Regions from separate parts of the Mus musculus genome. Here region 2 is linked to region 1. A link is a contact called in public Hi-C data. All regions are on one chromosome and are shown on one strand. Each heading gives the region's core, a stretch centred on a gene start, on an enhancer-like site or on the middle of the called end of the contact. The rest is flanking DNA. Distances are from core to core; before and after follow the strand shown. Region 1 overlaps Rab3c (RAB3C, member RAS oncogene family). Region 2 has its middle 79 kb from the start of Gpbp1.

What was found. Hi-C and Micro-C count contacts between places; a contact is called where the count stands out from the background.
Region 2: a contact with region 1 is called in a Hi-C map of cortical neurons, with 3 times the contacts expected there. The contact joins two enhancer-like sites. A contact is called at or near these places in 1 of 15 datasets of contacts at CTCF or cohesin (large pre-B cells), 52 of 484 Hi-C or Micro-C datasets (B cells, the C2C12 cell line, CD4 T cells and 34 more), 4 of 115 datasets of contacts at active chromatin or transcription factors (astrocytes, bone marrow-derived dendritic cells, fibro-adipogenic progenitors and 1 more) and 1 of 9 other capture datasets (embryonic stem cells).

What each region holds. Positions count from the first base shown.
Region 1 is chr13:110,073,712-110,077,399 of GRCm38.p6, reverse strand. The region is part of intron 4 of Rab3c (RAB3C, member RAS oncogene family); the gene reads left to right. Among named protein-coding and RNA genes, the nearest start is that of Gm32881, 69 kb to the right of the region's middle. Within about 2 kb of position 1,574, at least 6 of the 459 cell types and tissues checked have an H3K27ac peak or open chromatin away from gene starts, as enhancers often do. A contact at or near this core is called in cortical neurons, where this site is marked.
Region 2 is chr13:111,409,107-111,412,794 of GRCm38.p6, reverse strand. No RefSeq gene overlaps it. Among named protein-coding and RNA genes, the nearest start is that of Gpbp1, 79 kb to the left of the region's middle. Within about 2 kb of position 1,709, at least 13 of the 459 cell types and tissues checked have an H3K27ac peak or open chromatin away from gene starts, as enhancers often do. A contact at or near this core is called in cortical neurons, where this site is marked.

The sequences.
Region 1 (3,688 bases), core at 325-2,824:
CAGCGTATAGGGAAAATTATTATACATACTTACCCGTATCTCAACATCAGTTTTTCAGATCTTAAATATGTTGTTCCAGCAGTACACTATATAAATTATAAAAGTAGTCTTCATGTATTAGGATAGTGTTGAATCTTCTAAAAGCTGGGTTATATAATAGTAGGTAATCTGCTGACACCACTGGTTAAACAGTAGATTGGAGGTAATGGACAGGAAGCATGGAATCCATCAGGAGTGGAGCATAGCACGGGAACATGGCCAGGGCATAAATCAGGACAACAGCATTACTCAGGGGACATTAAAAAAAAATCAGGCCAGCTCTCGATCGATGATAGATATAGATGTGTGTGTGTGTGTGTGTGTGTGTGTGTGTACGTGTATCACATCAGAAAAATCAGGATCTCTGAAATGGAGCATATTCTAGTTTGCTTTCTATTGCTGTGATAAACACCATGACCGAAAGTAACTTAAGGAAGAGTTGACTTGGCATAGCAGTTACAGTCAGCCATCAAGGAAAGCAGAGGCAGGAACCGAAGGCAGGAACTGAAGCAGAGACCATATTGGCTAACTTTCGGCCTTGCTTCTTCTGGCTTGCTCAGATACCTTTTGCATACAATCCAGGCCAACCTCCCTAGAGTAGTACTAGCCATGGTAGGCTGGGCCTTCCTAGGTCAATTAGCAATCAAGAAAATGGCCCACAGCCACACACAGAGGCCAGTCTGATGGAAGGAATTGTTCCAACGAGATTCTCTCTTCTCAAGCACACCTACATTTCTGTCAAGTTGGCAACAGCTGTGAGATACCATCCCTTGTTGACTGAATACACAAACGCATCTCTAAAGCTACAGCAGCTGGAGAAATGCATGCATCCCTGATGGCGGACTCCCTCCAAGATAACAGTCAGGTGGCATCTGAAGGTTTCATGGCTTTGACTTGAGAGTTTCAGGATGCTGGATCCTTGGAGGCCCTTTAGCCAGATGAGGATTCTATGTGTTGCAAGTAGCCACCGACCTAGTTCTTTTCTATGAAATTCACTTCAATTCTAAAAAGTTGGCTCCATTAAGTCTATTCCTGTATGACATAAGAAGTGTATATAAAAACGAAAGATGAATCTTAAGAACGAGCCACCAAGCCTCTCTGTGCACACATTAACTCTTTCTAAAGTAAAAGATGCTGCTGTTGTACACACACACACACACACACACACACACACACACACAACTAATCCAGTGCCATAAGCATCAGCTTCTCATTACAGTGTTAAGTTCTGCACACCAAGGACCATTTAATAATCTCAGCACCAACTCCAAAGAAGCACAAGCAGCCTGTGACAGACATGCTCCCCTTCCGTCCTTTTTCAAGCTCAGGCCATACCACTGCCTCCGGGCACGCCAGTTTAATGAAGGATAATTTTTTTTCCTTCAGTTTTTTTTTTAATTATTTTCTCCTTGGGCCTGCAAAACAATTGCACACTAAAGCAGGTTGAGTCGTCAGCAACTGTAATGAGGCTACAGCATCGCCCCGTGCCTATTTTTAAAACTCCAACCACCTGCTCCACATTCGCACTGACTGCTCTTCAGCAGTTTTTAAAGATTTATCTAAATCTTAATTGCCGGTGTTTAGGAAAGAACAGGGATTGCCAACTTCTGGATTTGGCAAGGAGTCGCAGCAATGCTATTTAAATGTTCTGAGTACCTGGCTGCACGGAGCCGTCTGTGGAAAAGTGCAGACACCCTACCATTATTTCCGCTGGCTCACATTCTTTCTGGCTAAGGTTTCCCAGGAGGTAGAAAACAGATCAAGGATACTCTAATGTGTTGGATATACTTAGATAGGCTTACAACCATGTATGAAAAAGGGACAGCTCCTGCATCCACCTTTTCCTAGTCCTTTGAGTTTGCCCTGTTATTAGCCTCATCTATGTCTCGTAACTCTCTGTCTTCCTTATTGGCAGCTGGAATTTAATCCTCAGAAAATACTCTTTTTTTTTTTCAAGACAGGGTTTCTCTGTATACCCCTGGCTGTCCTGGAACTCACTTTGTAGACCAGGCTGGCCTCGAACTCAGAAATTCGCCTGCCTCTGCGTATTTCTCCCGAGTGCTGGGATTAAAGGCGTGTGCCACCACGCCTGGCAGAAAATACTCTTGATGAACGGAGAGGCTGTACATTCCATGCATCCCACATTGCTCAGGATGGTCCAGCTGGTGCTCATTCATCTCCCAGTAAGCATCGATAGCACTCAGTTCACGCTCAAAGTAGCTCACTTTGAATGAGAGGCAATATGGAGGCTTGGCTGGTGATACCACACCCTGTAGGATCATAAGTGGCATACCCAATTTGCTCTTATATGTCAGGTCTCAAACTCTTAGACTACCCATGGAAAGACTTTTCAAGACCTTGGCAAAGCCCTGTTCTAATCATCATTGGTTTACTCAACAGAGCTAACCTGTGAAGCCCTTTCTTGGAAGAAAAAAAAAAAATCTTACTACTTCAAATCTCCACAACATTCGGCCGCCTAGGAAGCCCCCATCCCCTCCAAGAGCCACAGAGTAGAAAACTATATTTTTGCTAGAGAGATTCCAGTCTTTCATCCTGCTTAGCCCATCTCACAAATGTCCCCATCCTCTTGATTTCCTACTCTCACGCAGAACCCACCTTGGCTCCTTATCTCAGAGTAATCTGCCTGCTGTGCCTTTCTCAATGCTACACCCAGATCTAACCCGTGCAGCATTTAAAGTATGAATGAATGAATGAATGAATCCAGTTCGAGGTGAGAAAGGTCTGTATAAACTACTGACTTCCAGTTTCTTTTTCTCACAACACAAAAGTGTTAAGAACAATGTTACTAAAATTTTAAAGCTGAATATAAGAAATGTAAACTGTCTCATTTTAATTACCAGCACTGAAAAAGAAAAGAAAGGAAAACAAACAAGCCTCGACTCTTCTAAATCAGTTTGGTGTGTTTGGTTTTGGAACTCAAAAGGGCTCAAATCCAGGATGGGCTAAGACACCTGGCAGGGGTCCAGATCTGTTTATTAGCTTTGCACCCTGGTTGGTGTGATTTTTCCTTTTCTCAAGGTAAAATTATCATAACTGACAGTGGTAGATAATAAATCCCACCAACTAAACTCACGGGGGACTGATTTCTAATTAAAAATGCTTATTATTATTTGCCTCCAAGAAATGTAAATGCCCCACATTTGTAACTGCAGATGTAGTTGACTTAAACGTGGTATTATTATGTCCCAGTAAACCTATCAGTAATTTGAAAACATCGGAGGCTACCAATGCATTCAATATGCTTAGCCTACAAACAGCATGCCTCTTTCTTTGACATGTTCATTCCAGTTAAATCAGTCTGCATCCAACATAAATCCTATTCTATATTAATCTTGGATCTCTCATGTAATTTACTGAATACTGTTCTGACATTTAGAAGAAGCACCATTTTTTCTAAACGTTTAAAGTAAACAAATTGTCAGCCAAACCATCCCGATGATGGCTTCTCACTTATTTCTTATTCTAGTGGTTGCCTCTAGTGACAGGCTCATGACATTAAGGGAACGCTGTTGAGCAGGACAGGCTCACTCATCCTCTCAATCGCACAGACAAAGCTGTGCGTCCGTCCATGTAGTTTCATCCAGACCCGGTCTCCGCTATTCTGCACTGCAGGAGTCTGAGGCTGTGT
Region 2 (3,688 bases), core at 460-2,959, 1.3 Mb before region 1:
ACCTTTCTTTCCCACTAGATCCTTAGCCGCCCCACTTCAATGAATGTCCACCTCTGTAAGGCAGTTTTAAAAATAAATCCTGCCATATATGACAAGTCCTTTAACAAATGTAATAATTCTTTAATATATATATACATATATATACATATACATATATATATATATATATATATATATATACACATATATATATATACACACATGCACACACACACAAAACTTTCAAATAGGAATTCAGGAGTCCTACCTCTGTTCCACAGAGGTGGTGTATTGATCATTGGTATATATATCTATCAGCAGACACTGACTACTGGTTACCAAGAGTGATCATAAGTGCAGGGCGGGCAGCAGTCCACAGTGGCATGATGGCAGACAAGGTTGTCTTACGCTCTCCATCCTCATCCCTTCTATAACTTTGCTGTTAGCTAATTCACGGGGCAGGCTGTGTGTTGTTTGATGAGAGAGCACAGAAGAAGGTTGAGCGCTAGGACCTTGGGGCATGTGTGCAGCATGCGCCCCTTTCCTTGGTGTCCCCTACCTAGCATCCTCTTCTCATTGATGGTTCTTCGTCCAAGTCCAAGTATACCCTGTCCTTGTTTGGGTTTCAATAGCTCGGAAGAGGAAACCATGGCCACAACAATTCTTACTTAAAAAAAAATGGCTTGCATTTCAGATAATGGTTTAATCTATTATCATCATGGCAGGAAACATCGCCTCGCACTCGCCTCTCTTTTATATATATCTTGATGCTACTTTTTCAAAAGCTCTGGGGTCAAGGTTCTATACATAAAACACTAGTCTCCAGATGCCTGATCTGGTTGGGAAATCACCGGAGCACTGAAGACTTCTCTCAGGCATAGCGTTACTTTCTTCTTAAACTATATTAGAGTAACCCAGATAGTGACTTACAGCCTGGCTTTATCATGTGGTCTTTCGAGTTTCCTCCTTGCTTGTGGGACTCAAGCAACCCAGTTTAGTGGGTGGTATCTGAGGGAGAGGCAGAAAGAACGTTTGTAAAAATTTCCTTTTAAACTGAATAATACAGGGCTATGTGTTGTGGCCATCCTTTTTATTGCACATGAGATCTCAAGAATGCACGCATAGCACATAACTGAAATTCTATACCCAGAAAGGACATTTATGTGCTAAGAAGTTGTCAGGTAAGTATTAGATTTTTAGAAGTATTATTTTAAAATTGGTATACACATCTTTACATATTTATCAGTACCACATGATGTCTTGATAAATGTACATTTTATGTGACGTTTACATGATGACAAACATGTCTGTCTTCTCAAATATTTGCAGTATTTTTGGTGAAGAAAAACAAAATGAAAGCACCCTAGCTTTCTTTTTAACTGTACAGCATATTTATTGTTCACAATGTTCACTCATATGTGTATGTTACATTTTCATAAGAGTCTATTATAACATGCACCAGGCATGATCGTGCATGCATGTTCCATTTGGGAGGATGAGGAAGGAAGATAGTGAGATCAAGGCCAGGCTGAGCTATATACTAAGATCCTGTGTTAGTAAACAGCAACGAAACTTGTGTCTTTAACTGACGTTTGTGATTCAATCTGCCTAGTGCAATGACAGTCCAAAAACCATTAACTTCCAGGAGACTGGAAGGGATGAAAGGCCACGTTAATCCAGGTGTGTTAAATGCCTTTTTAAAATTAAAAATCGAACACTAGAGGGCGGCAAAACACTGTCGGCAAAAATTCATTCGAGCTCCAAAGCTGTTTTCCTGTAAAAGAGGAGGTGTTTGCTGACTAGCGTCAAGAAAGAGCTGCCCTGATATTCAAGATGCTTCTCTGCACCCAGCCTCACTCAAATCTTTGTGCTTGCTTTGTGTTTTCCTCCACATCACCTCCCTGGCTCCATGATTTGCTTTCCAAGCACACACACTTGTAGGTAGTGTTTCTGCAGGGACCTCTCTCAGTTCATTTTCAAAGACTGCTAACTTTGGTCCTCTTAGGACATACTGAGTCTTCTGGGGAGAGGCAGCCTCTCTCTCTCTCTCTGTTACGGATTGTAAACCCTGGGGGGTGGGGTGGGGTGGGGTCCTGTGAGCGTGCTCATAGGGATGACCCTGTAGTGTCTCGAAGGATGCACTGGACAGTCAGAAAGCTGTGCTGGATTTGGCTCGGTGCTTCATTCTAATCCTGTTTCCTCTGCTTAAGATGGGACTGATAAGCCAGGATATCTTCTCAGTTGCCGCTTCTGATTCCCCCGTCTAAGTTGTGGGAGAAAAGACGTGCCACATTTGGCTGTATATGATGGCTGAGTGTGGTCACTGCTGGCAGAGAGTGGAGCTCTGTCTCCGGGACTCACATGGTTGGTACTGGGTGATATATTCTGGTAAAAACATCTAATAGAGGTGCCAACTGAGCTTGGAGCACTGGGTTATGATGGCGGTCTCTCATGAGTTATGCAACCTTGAGTGAGTTCCGTAACCTCTCCTCCCTCACTTATAAAACGAAGTCATTCTAGAGAGTGTCTCTTAAGGAAAATTGTGCCCCTGAATCAGATTTGAAGTAGATCCCAGACTTCACCTTCTTCTACTAAATTATATTTTTCTTAGTGTTGGTCTGTGGTATAGATTTGTGGCAGGGAGAAGTGTAACTGGGGTTTGCTCCCAAGACACGAATATCCATGCTAGATCATTGCTAGTATTCCCGTTCACTGTCCGTCTGTCTGTCCATCCATCCACCCACAATCTATCAAAAATGCTGCAAGTCTATTTTGAATTCAAATAAGTTTCCAAGAAAATTACTTAAACTAGTCTGTGCGAGCGCGCGCACATGCACACGCGTGTGCACACACACACACACACACACACGCTCACACACGCACACACACAGGGTGGAGCAGTTAGTATATTACAGCCGCTGTAGTGACAGGATCTTGGTTAGGCTACACTGACATCAAAACTTAGTTTTTAAACCTCAGTGACTTGACTGCACATGACACAATGGGCCCCACCTACTGGATACAGGAGCTGGGACATTTACTCAAATGGCTGAGTGATAGAAGTCTTAGAAGGAATGGGTGTCTCAGCGCCAGCACCTGCCACCTATCAGCAGGCTAATTTTGGGAACGTGTTTCATTTCCTGTCTCCAGGAGTTGTTATCCTTCAAAGGGAATTATAAAGCCTCAATGCTTGTTTCCTAGCTTGAAGATTAGGTCTCAATGCATCAAGCTCTGCGTTCATTCTGAAGGGCAATGCCATTCAACACAGCCTCTGTACCATGCTACCACGTCAAGCCAGAGCTCTGATTCTGAGGCGGTCTTAGCTGACTCTAGCAAAGGCAGCAACAGGCCCACTTAATCTGAGTTTGTGACTGCTGTATGATCTCTCCCTGTTTTCTCTTTCTCTTTCCGAGGACTCCAATAGCCCCAAGCACCTCACCCAAAGTTGCTTCTCCCGACATGGGATGTTCATCTTATTCACTAAACACTGTACCCCATCGTCCAGAAAACCTCAACCGAAGCCTGCCCCATTATGGTTGTTTACTTCTTTTGTGAATATAAGGTTTCATGGTTGTCTTAGTCAGGGTTTCTATTCCTGCACAAACATCATGACCAAGAAGCAAGTTGGGGAGGAAAGGGTTTATTCAGCTTACACTTCCATACTGCTGTTCATCACCAAAGGAAGTCAGGACTGGAACTCAAGGAGGTC